2 separate regions of the Sus scrofa genome follow, and region 2 is linked to region 1. A link is a contact called in public Hi-C data. All regions are on one chromosome and are shown on one strand. The core of a region is the stretch at or near the end of the contact, and the rest is flanking DNA. Distances in the headings are between cores, read along the strand shown. Region 1 holds the start of IGFBP7 (insulin like growth factor binding protein 7). Region 2 overlaps IGFBP7 (insulin like growth factor binding protein 7).

What was found. Hi-C and Micro-C count contacts between places; a contact is called where the count stands out from the background.
Region 2: a Hi-C map of skeletal muscle shows a contact between it and region 1, with 5 times the contacts expected there. The contact joins the enhancer-like site here to the promoter of IGFBP7 in region 1. A contact is called at or near these places in 1 of 5 promoter capture datasets (liver), 22 of 47 Hi-C or Micro-C datasets (alveolar macrophages, brain, embryonic fibroblasts and 11 more) and 1 of 2 datasets of contacts at active chromatin or transcription factors (skeletal muscle).

Annotation. Positions count from the first base shown.
Region 1 is chr8:56,355,874-56,361,023 of Sscrofa11.1, reverse strand. IGFBP7 (insulin like growth factor binding protein 7) reads left to right here and starts at 3,202. Exons shown (of 5, transcript NM_001163801.1): 1 at 3,202-3,716. The coding sequence starts at 3,242.
Region 2 is chr8:56,297,886-56,303,035 of Sscrofa11.1, reverse strand. All of the region lies in intron 1 of IGFBP7 (insulin like growth factor binding protein 7), which reads left to right. Among named protein-coding and RNA genes, the nearest start is that of IGFBP7, 57 kb to the left of the region's middle. Within about 2 kb of position 2,760, at least 35 of the 83 cell types and tissues checked have an H3K27ac peak or open chromatin away from gene starts, as enhancers often do. A contact at or near this core is called in liver, omental adipose tissue, retroperitoneal adipose tissue and 2 more, where this site is marked.

The sequences.
Region 1 (5,150 bases), core at 1,953-4,452:
AATAGATGCAAAAAATGCATTTGACAAAATACAATACCTATTCATGATAAAAGCAATCAACAAACTGGAAATAGAAAGCAATTTCCTCAACAGAATAAGACCATCTATGAAAAACCGACAGGGAACATCTTACTTAATGGGGAAAGACTGAAAGCTTTCTCCTAAGCAGGAACAAGGCAAAGAAGCTCCCTCTCACCACTTCTATTCCTCATTATACGAGGCTCCAGCCAGGGCAATTAGGCAAGAAAAAGAAATAAAGGGCATCTAGTAGAATTCTCTCTATTTGCAGATAACATATCTGGTCTCCACATTGAGGCTCTTTGTCTCACCAGAACTCAAGCTGAACAGGTCACCACATCATCTTTCTTGGAAGGAGGGAGCTGTCAAGTGTCTTTGTAAAGCGCCACTTCCCTGGAGTTCCTGCTGTGGTTCAGTGGTCAACGAATCTGACTAGCATCCATGAGGACTCAGGTTTGATTCCTGGCCTTGTTCAGTGGGTTAAGGATCCTGTATTGCCATGACCAGTGGTGTAGGCCACAGACACGGCTTGGATTTGCCACGACCTGTTGTTGTAGGCCAACAACTACAGCTCCGATTTGACCCATAGCCTGGGAAACTCCATATGCCCCGAGTGCGGCCCTAAAAAGTCAGGGAGCCTGACTTTTCTTCTTCTGCATAACCACATCTCCTCCTGTGCTTGAATCCTCCATATTGGTGCTGTCACATGCAGCCCAGACACCCCCTCCAGTGCTAAAAACCATGTTTGTTCTTCTGCTCCCCAAAGGGACCCATCAGGCCGCATGCCCTTGTTCTTACTGCTGCCTCCCATGCAGGGTTTGAAAAAAACCATGGGGTACAGCACTTGGTGGTGCAGCTGCTGTCCCTGCCCGCCCCCAGCCCCCACCCCTCGCATACACAGAACTGCGTAGAGCCCGAGGGCTTCCTCTGGCTCCAAAGCCCAGCTGGCCCAGAGCTGACGTGATAAGCACCTGTGAGGGCTGCCTCCCCAGCCTGCTCACTCTCCACTGCCTCTGCCCCAGCTGGTGTGTCCTGACTCGGGCTCTTGGGGAAAGTACTTTCTCAGGAATAACTTGTCTTAGGTGCTGGAGATCCCAATACTATGACAGCCATAGAGGGACATGAAATCAACTGAGGTGACTTGACCAGTGAATTAATAACATTAGAGTGGGTAATAGTGGAGTGCACTCTGCATTTTTTTCAACGTGGAACTGTATACCGGATCATGTAAACTCCATCACCAAGGGACAGAGGCGAGAATAGTTAGAAAAACTCTGCTGTAAAGATGCTTCATTGTTTTATAAACAATTGTCATGTCAACACGTGACCTTTAACATGTGCCACTTTTCTAGAATATGCTAAGGAGAGGCCAAAGAATCAGTGCTAGCTCTTCTAGATAAGAGGGTGCCTGCTTTTTTATTCTCTGAATTCTATAACTATTTAATTTTCAAAAAGATTTACAATAATTATCCTAGGAAGACTCTGGTGAGAGTGACATCCATCCATTGCTGGTGGCATTGTGAACCACAACTGAGTTAATGATCCTATAAATTCTTGCATTTGTGCTAAGGAAAAAGAACTCGGGGAGTTCCTGTGGTGGCTCAGAGGAAACGAATCCAACTAGTATCCATGAAGATAGGGGTCCATGATCCCTGGACTCATTCAGTGGGTTAAGCATTCATTGGGTTGCTGTGAGCTGTGGTGTAGGCTGGCAGCTGCAGCTCTGATTGGATCCCTAGCCTGGGAACTCCCATATGCTGGGTGTGGCCTTGAAAAGCAAAAAAAAAAAAAAAAAAAAAAACCTCAAAGAACTAAAATTCCATGTGCATAATGATGCACACTACAGTGTCATATGTTTAATAAAAATGGACGGAGTTCTGGCTCTGGCACAGTGAGTTAAGAATCCCTCTGCAGCAGCTCTGGGTCACTACGGAGGTTCAAGTTCATTCCCCATAAGGGCCCAAGGATAAAGGGTTAAAGGGTTAAAGGGTTAAAAGATCCGATGTGGCCACAGCTGTTGGTGTAGTTTGCAGCTGAAGCTCAGATTCAATCCCTGGCCCAGGAACTTCCATGTGCTGCGGGTGAGGACATTAAAAAAAAAAAAAAAAGGAGAAGAAGAAGAAAAGAAAAAAGAAGAAACAACCTAAACGCTTGGATAAGAGGGATTTAAAGAGCCTTTTTTCTTGGACCAAAAAAAAAAAAAAAAGGCTTTGACGGGGATGATTGATGAAGATCGAGGCGCTTGAGGGGCCTCAGTGGCACCCCCAGCTGTGCTCAGTTCTCCAGAGGGGTCTGATGGAGGCCCAGTACTGTGTACTGGGACTGAAGACCTGCCAGCTCTGGAGGGAATTCCAGTGCTCCTACTTACAAGCTGACTTGGCATAAGAAAGCACACGGGAGGAGGCAGTTACGAGGTCGCGAAAATAGGAGTACTTGGAAAATAGGAGTGCTTGGCAAAGACCTGTCCTTTCGGCTCCGCACCCAAGACACCCTGGGCCTGTGGCCAATGCAGACACGAAACCCTCACGTGGGTGTTGAAAAGCCCGTTATTCTTAATGGAGCTTCCAAAACTCTTTTAACAGAGTGCTCAGTACTCGGGCCTCCCAGACCCCCACCCCCACCCCCGACTATAATGGATTAAATAGGGGGTCATCTCAACTTTGCTGTTGTTGAGAAGTGGGTATATCCGGGAGTTCCCGTTGTGGCTCAGCGGGTTGAACAACTATCCATGAGGACTCGGGTTGGATCTCTGGACTCAGTGGATTAAGGATCCCATGTTGCCACATCTATAGCCTAGGCCCGCAGCTGCAGCTCCCATCGGATCCCTAGCCTGGAAACTTCCATATGCCACAAGTGCGGCCATAAAGAGACAAAGAAAAGACAAAAACTAGGACTAGCGGGACTGTGAGAGTCAGGGACCAGATCATGAGGGGCTGCTGTCACTGCGGGCGACCCTGGAAGGGCTGGGGCGCACCCTCCGCAGCCAAAGGGGCGCCTATCCCAGCGGCTGAGACGCCCGGCCGCTGATGCCCGCCCGCGGCCAGCAGGGGCGCGCGGGAGCCCGCGATCCGGGAGGGCGGCGTGGGCGTGGGAGAGGCGGTGCGGGCTCAGGCGCCGCGGGGTGTGGCTCCCGCCGCTGGGCGGGGCGCAGGGCTTAAAAGGCAGGCCCGCAGGCTGCCGCTCAATCGCGCTCCGGCTGCCGCCCTGAGCCCCGCGCCCCGTTATGGAGCGGCCGCCGCTGCCCGCCCTGCTGCTGGGCGCCGCCGGGCTGCTGCTCCTGCTGCTGCCCCTCTCCTCTTCCTCCTCTTCGGACGCCTGCGGCCCCTGCGAGCCGGCCACCTGCCCGCCCCTGCCCCCGCGGGGCTGCCCGCTGGGCGAGACCCGCGACGCGTGCGGCTGCTGCCCGGTGTGCGCGCGCGGCGAGGGCGAGCCGTGCGGGGGCGGCGGCGCCGGCAGGGGGCACTGCGCGCCGGGCATGGAGTGCGTGAAGAGCCGCAAGAGGCGGAAGGGTAAAGCGGGCGCAGCAGCCGGCGGCCCGGGCGTAAGCGGTGTGTGCGTGTGCAAGAGCCGCTACCCGGTGTGCGGCAGCGACGGCGTCACCTACCCCAGCGGCTGCCAGCTGCGCGCCGCCAGCCTGAGGGCCGAGAGCCGCGGGGAGAAAGCCGTCACCCAGGTCAGCAAGGGCACCTGCGAGCAAGGTGAGCACGGCCGGTTCCCACGGCTCCGCGCGCGCATCCCTGGACTCGGGGCGGGATGCCGGGAGGGTGGGTGACCCTCCCCTTCTCTTTTCCGAGGCTTCTCTTTGGAGGGTTTGGGGCGTGCGTCAGGAAAGAGAGCTTTGCGGGGCGACTGGAGACAGAGAAGGAAAAAAGTTTTTCCTGATGCCGCAGACTCTCCCTCCCCCAGAGCTCACCCAGCTCAGCTGGCAGATCGACTCCCAGAAGGTGCCTCTGTTCTGTTGGGGATGCGGAGATGCCATTTTCGAATGATTCTTTCTTGGCTTGGGTGTAGAGATGGAGCCAGGAGATAGGGGAAAGAAGTTTGGTGAAATACAGGAGGATTTTCAGAGAGAAGTTGTTTATCCCGCGTTTGCTTGGCTAGATTGTAGGAATTTTAAAAATTGGGCGTCCTGGTTTCCTAATGTTAAGGGAAGCAATTCACTTACTGGAAGTTAGAGATTCTCAAACAGTAATCTAACTAGTTAATTATTTGTGGGCAAAAAAAAAAATACAAACTCTTTGAAGAACTGTTTTTTGTGATGTTTATGTTTCGAACTTTATGACCATTTTGTTTTACTTTCTTGTTCCTTTTTTGCGTAATTTCTCCCCAGGATGCACTGTTCAGCAGGAATGCCTTTGAGGTTATGTTTGATCGTTTATTTTATTCCAAACAAGTCCAAGCTTGCCATAAATGAAAGAGGAAAATAAAGAGAGTCTGGACTTGCGAAAACAAACAAAAAACAAAACAAAACAAAATCCAAGCTTGTAATTCTAATGTCTGAAATAACATTTTCCATCGGCAGCAGTTTCAAGGGAAAGTTAGAAATCCAGCCTTGGCAGTCCTGCTCCTGGCCCTGGTCCCAGCCAGGGTGGAAAAGGGAGAGAGGAGACAGTTCTGAAATGACAGAAGCAGTTGCTTCTTTGACACACTCAGGCTCTCTCCAAGCTTTCCAAATAATTGTGGGTTTTTTTTAGAGTTCTTCCCAGAAGTCCAATGGCTTATAGGTCCTCTGTCACTGACTTCAGAGTTTACTATTGAAAGCCTTAAATAGTGTAAGCGACTTATGTTAACTATATTATCACTGCTTTAAATTTAGAAAGTCGCAATCCAAAATAATCCACGTACTCTTCCAACAGAAACCATCATGTGCTCCTTTTGATCTACTTTATCAGTCATACCATGAAAAGAGAAATGTGCATAGTTTAAGAATTCACTCCAAATGTTGATGTTTTTCTTACACATTCCACGGGAATTTTCCCCGTTGTCTTTCCCAATCACTGGAACTTGCTTTAGCAGAACAGGTTGGCTTGGTTATTAGTTAAGTATTGTTGTCAGTTCTAGCCTGTAGCTAGTTTTATCCATCTTCTCTCATGCTATTTACATCCCTGATGTGCAGTCATAAAATACTGAGA
Region 2 (5,150 bases), core at 1,511-4,010, 58 kb after region 1:
TCTTTTTGTCCATGCCCGCAACATGTGGAAGTTCTGGGGACAGGAATCGAACCTCTGCCACAGCAGAGACAACGCTGACTGACTCCTTAATCTGCTGCACCACAGGAGAGCTCCTATGGGGGTTCCCACTATGGTGCAGCAGGATCCGAGGTGTCTCTGCAGCATCAGATAACGCAGGACAGGTCACAGCTGCAGCTCGGGTCTGACCCCTGGCCCAGGAACTCCACGTGCCTCAGGGCAGCCAAAAAAGAATTAAAAAGAACTCCCACGACTTGCTGTCTGTGTTCCATGGTCAGGTCAAACTGGTGATAACTTTGAGCCATTGTAGGATTCACAGTCACGGACATCTGAATGTGTGGTGTAACACAGACACTATAGGAAACATTGGCTAGTGCTGTCTGGAAAGACTTTGAGCATCAGAATGCAGCCAGAATGGGGTCTCATTAACCAGAGGTAACAGGAGTCAGCAGGAGTTGAGGGCTCGTGTGCGCTGTCACCAGGGCTGTGTGGTGCTGGCTGGCCGGCCAGCCTCCAGGGGACTCACTGTCCCTGCTTGTAAGTGGCTGGTGGCTGAGCGATGTCTTAGCTGTCTGCTCCTCTGTTCTCCTCTGCTGGGGGGACAGGCTGGTGGCTGCAGCCAGCTGAGCTGATGGAATTCCTGGAGAGCCAGCCAGCGCTGTGTCCCTTCCACACCAAGGACCCCCCAGCCTGCCCAGGGATATAGTGTAAACCAGGCAGCAGGCGTCTGCGGGCGTCTCCCTTCTACCCGGGTCCAGCACCCCTCATCGCCCAGGGCAACTCCCCGTTCTCCTGCCAGTGCCTTCTCTGCTGGCAGCCCTGCATAGCCGGAGGCCTGGACTCCCTCCCTCCCTGCAGCTTCCTGTGCCAGTGTGGCTCTCCCTGCAAAACTGTGGGGCCTGCCCATCCCTCTCTGTCCATCGCATCACCTACCACCTTGTCTTAGGCTCCCAGGCCCCACCTGTGCCTATCCTGCTGCACAGCCTCCAGAGTCCTCTCCCGAGACGCCCCAAGTCACGCACCTCCAGTACCAGGGGCCCCCTTCCACCCTCCACCGCACGGTCCCTCCACGGCCTCCTGTGGGACTGTGGGCTCAGTTCCCATAAGGTCAGCTGCTGTACCCCCACCTCCCAGTGTCCCTGAGTGACTTGGTCTTGGCAGATGGCTCTGCCCTTAATTAGCCCACAGTTCCTGCTTCCCCTTCTTTAATATCAGGAAGCTTCCATGTGTTTCATCTGCTTCCCTCTTGGGGCCGTAGTGCCTTCCTACTATTCTTTGCCCGTCTTGTACTTTTGTTCAGGGCTTTTCCCCTCGGTGTGTTATTGGAATCCATTGTGGAGGTTTGGCCAAGTTGTCTGAACTCTTGATCTCCTTATGTGGTGTGTCACTGCATTCTCAGGTCCTCCTTTTTTGGTATGAATGCACATACTCTCTCTGAACTATTTTAGGAGCCAGCATCTTGAGGGAAGAGGAGTGTAGTTGGCAAATCCTTTATAACTGGGAGGAGTCTTATACTCAACTATGGTGTCCACATGCATTGAGTGAGAGCTACAGTCTGAGTGTGGAACCCAGCACATTCCAGAAACCCTGGGCTTAGGCTGATCTGTGGGGTGAGAGCTGCAGAACCAGGCAGGAAAGCCTCCCAGCCTGGTGGATGTCAGCGGCACCACGTAATTGCACTCTAGGGCACATTCGTGATGGGCACGTGTACTTCCAACCCAAAGAGAAAATTCCCAGACCCGCCTGGTTCCTTATTCTGTAAATGTGGGTGGACAAGGACCCAGAGCCAAGCGGTCTCTCCCCCAGAGTGCTCTGGGGTTTTTGTTTTTATTTTTTTAGTGATAACATGGTGAGGACATCCCAGGTCATATCTGAGGAGTGTTCTGTAAGAGAGGAGGAAATTGTTCACATATTTCTTTTACATTATCCCATGCTTTTTTATAGGATAACAGATTTTAACTCTGTCTTCTCTGCTACAGCGTCAAGTCAGATGAGCTTGAATGAATTAAGATTCAGAATTCTTCCCTTTTCAGGCCTTTTCCTCATATGACATTTGTGTGTTTTGTAAGACCTTCCCTTCCTCAGAATCAGACTGAAACAGCCCAAATTGAAACCCACTCATCCATGACTCTTGCTTTGCTGTATCTTCAGTGACTCCTCAGAACATAGCTATCTCTAGTTTATAATGGAATATTGCTGAAGTCATCTGTTCTCTGTGGGTCATTTGTCTAGAACTTAATTAAAAGTGGCTGAAGGGGAGGAGTGGGCTTAGGTGGCGACTCTGTTGGAGACTCCTGACTCCTCTGGGCACTTGGAAGGTGACACTGAGTCATTGAGCTAAACTTTAGTTTTCTTCCAAACTCGGAACCCCCGTCCCCCTTGCCTTGCCGCCAGTCATCTAGGGTCTGGCGCGCTTTCTTCCTTTCTTTTTCTCTTTCTTCTCCTTGTCCTCTGCCTCCTCCTTCTTCTTTTTCTTCCTCTTTCCCTTCAAGGGATGATTCAAAAGAAAAAACTGCCTAAGGTTACTAGGCAAGACTTACAGAAACAAGGGAGCAAGGCCGTGAATTCAGGAAGCTGAGGAAGAGCAAATGAGTGAGGACTGACCAGGTCATGAGAGCTGAGAAAGATAGTAGATTCACCTGGTTTGGGGACAGTCATCTGAGACAGAGAGGTAGGGTGGGCTGGAGGTGGGGAGAGTCCTGGAGTAGCCGCTTCTGCTCCTGCCTCCTGCTGTCAGCCTCCAGACAGCACTGTGACGCTCAGTTGTGGCCTGGACTTGTCCCCGGGGTGGGGTGGGGGCAGAGGGCGCTCACTCTGCACAGGAAGTCTGCTAGACAGAGGTTGGAGCGCCTGGAGTCCTTAATGGAACAATGGCAGGGATACATAAATAATTGAACTTATCCTGCTGTTTGTCCCTGTACATTTAAATATTCTGTGACTTGTTTCAGATGGAATCCAAACACTGAGCATGATTTAGTGGCCGTGTTGTTACCCTTGGCTTGGCCTCAAGGACTGTTTTTGAGCTTTCTGCCCCCAAATAAGCACAGAATGAACCAAAAGTTCCTTTATCCTTAAAAACAGAAATAATTCTGAATCTGCTTTGGTCTTGGGAAAAAGGGAACATGGACAGAGTTAGAAGTTATCTGTTAAAGAATCATTTTGTTGTAGAGTGTTCTGGTGGCTCAGTGGGTTAAGGATCAGGCATTGTCACTGCTGTGGCTCTGGCTACTGCTGTGCTGTGGGTTGGATCCCTGGCCTGGGGGCTTCGACAAGCTTGGCTAGGGGGAAAAGCATCGTTTTGGGGCACTCTCCTGAGGTGGGTCAGAGCGGTCAGGAATTGAGTTGTGTGCTGAACTAGCAGTTTGATGTGGCTTTTGGCAGTGAACTTGCCTGTCAGTGGAGCACGTGGGGAGGTTGTTGTTGGATCTGTCACTGTGTTGGCCATACGTCTTTTCACCGTCCCTCCACTTCCATGTGTGACCTGTCCACTTGCTCTCTGTGTGTCAGCATTTGTTCCGGAGGTTTGAAATCGCCCAGGGTTTCCTTTATGTGCTGCAAACACGTCCTGATGTCCCGCCCATCCACCCAGCAAGACCCAGTGAGCTGTACGGCTGTGTGCTTGGGGAGCTTGGAAAACTCCAGGATAGCCTGTTTGCAGGCTTGACAAAATCATGTACTTCTCAGAATGGTCCAAATACCATTCACCTAGGGTTTTATGTGTATTCTAAGAGCTGGGAGAGAGAGGAGAACTCAGAGATGGTTGGTCCCAGTCGTGCCCTGGGGTTACTCATTCATGGTTTACCTGCAGGTTAAGGTCCCTCTCTGCCACAGCCTGCACCTGCAGACTGGATTTAATCCCTGGCCTGGGAACTTCGGCGTGCCACCAGTGTGGCCCCCAGATAAAAAATAAATAAGTAAAAGGAAGCAAAGTGTTCCTGGGTGGGTTCAGATGTTTCTAAAGAACATTGGCTCTGCCTGAAATGGTCTGCTGCTTGGAGTGAGGAGAGGACTGGGGGGAGATGACTGGATGGATCTGCCCTCCATGAGTTGGTTCCAGTTTAATACAGTTTTGGGTTTTTTTTGTTTTGTTTTGTTTTGTTTTGTTTTTGTCTTTTTAGGGCCACACCCATGGCATATGGAGGTTTCCCAGGCTAGAGGTACAATTGGAGTTGTAGCTACAGGTCTATGCCAGAACCACAGCCATACCAGATCCAAGCTGTATCTGCGACCTACACCACAGCTCACGGCAATGCCAGATCCTTAACGCACTGAGCAAGGCCAGGGATCGAACCCGCAACCTCATGGTTACTAGTTGGATTCATTTCCACTGTGGCACGACAGGAACTCCCAGTGTAATACAGTCAGTCCTAGGTCTTACCGTGGTTGTTGGTAAGGGAGAGATGCGTAGGGCAGTGGAGCAGAATAGAGAATCCAGAAAAAGACCAACAGACATGGTCAGTGGATTGACCACAAAGGCGCCACATTCAGTAGGAAAAGGATGGCGTTTTCAACAAATGATGCCAAAGCCACTGGCAGGGCGATGAACTTTGACCTCTGCTTCACAGCAGCACAAAAATTAGTTCAAGAGGGAAGGGCGATGAACTTTGACCTCTGCTTCACAGCAGCACAAAAATTAGTTCAAGAGGGACCATGACCCGAAATGTGAAGGGTAAAAAGATAAAGCTTGTTTAAAAAAAAAAGCAGGTGATCTTAATGGTCTTGGACTAGGCAAAGAAAACAGCGCACAGAGAGCACTAATCATAAAAGAAAAATGTCATAAATTGGACTGTATTAAAACTAAGGATATCTTAGTTTTAAAATTAGGCCAATTGGAGTTCCTTTTGTGACTCAGTGATGACGAACCTGACTAGATTCTGTGAGGACAAAGGTTCGATCCCTGGCCTTGCTCAGTGGGGTAAGGATCCTGCGTTGCTGTGGCTGTGGTGTAGGCTGGTGGTTACAGCTCCCAATCAACCCCGATCTGCGGGTGTGACCCTAAAAAGACAAAAATCAAGCCAATGGAAGAATCCATAGCACGTCTTCAAGACGTGTGACCCCAAATCAGGCTGGAGCTCTTCCATGTGCCCCACGATGACAGTGACCCTGCCCTCCTTTAGGGCCGGCTGTGAGCT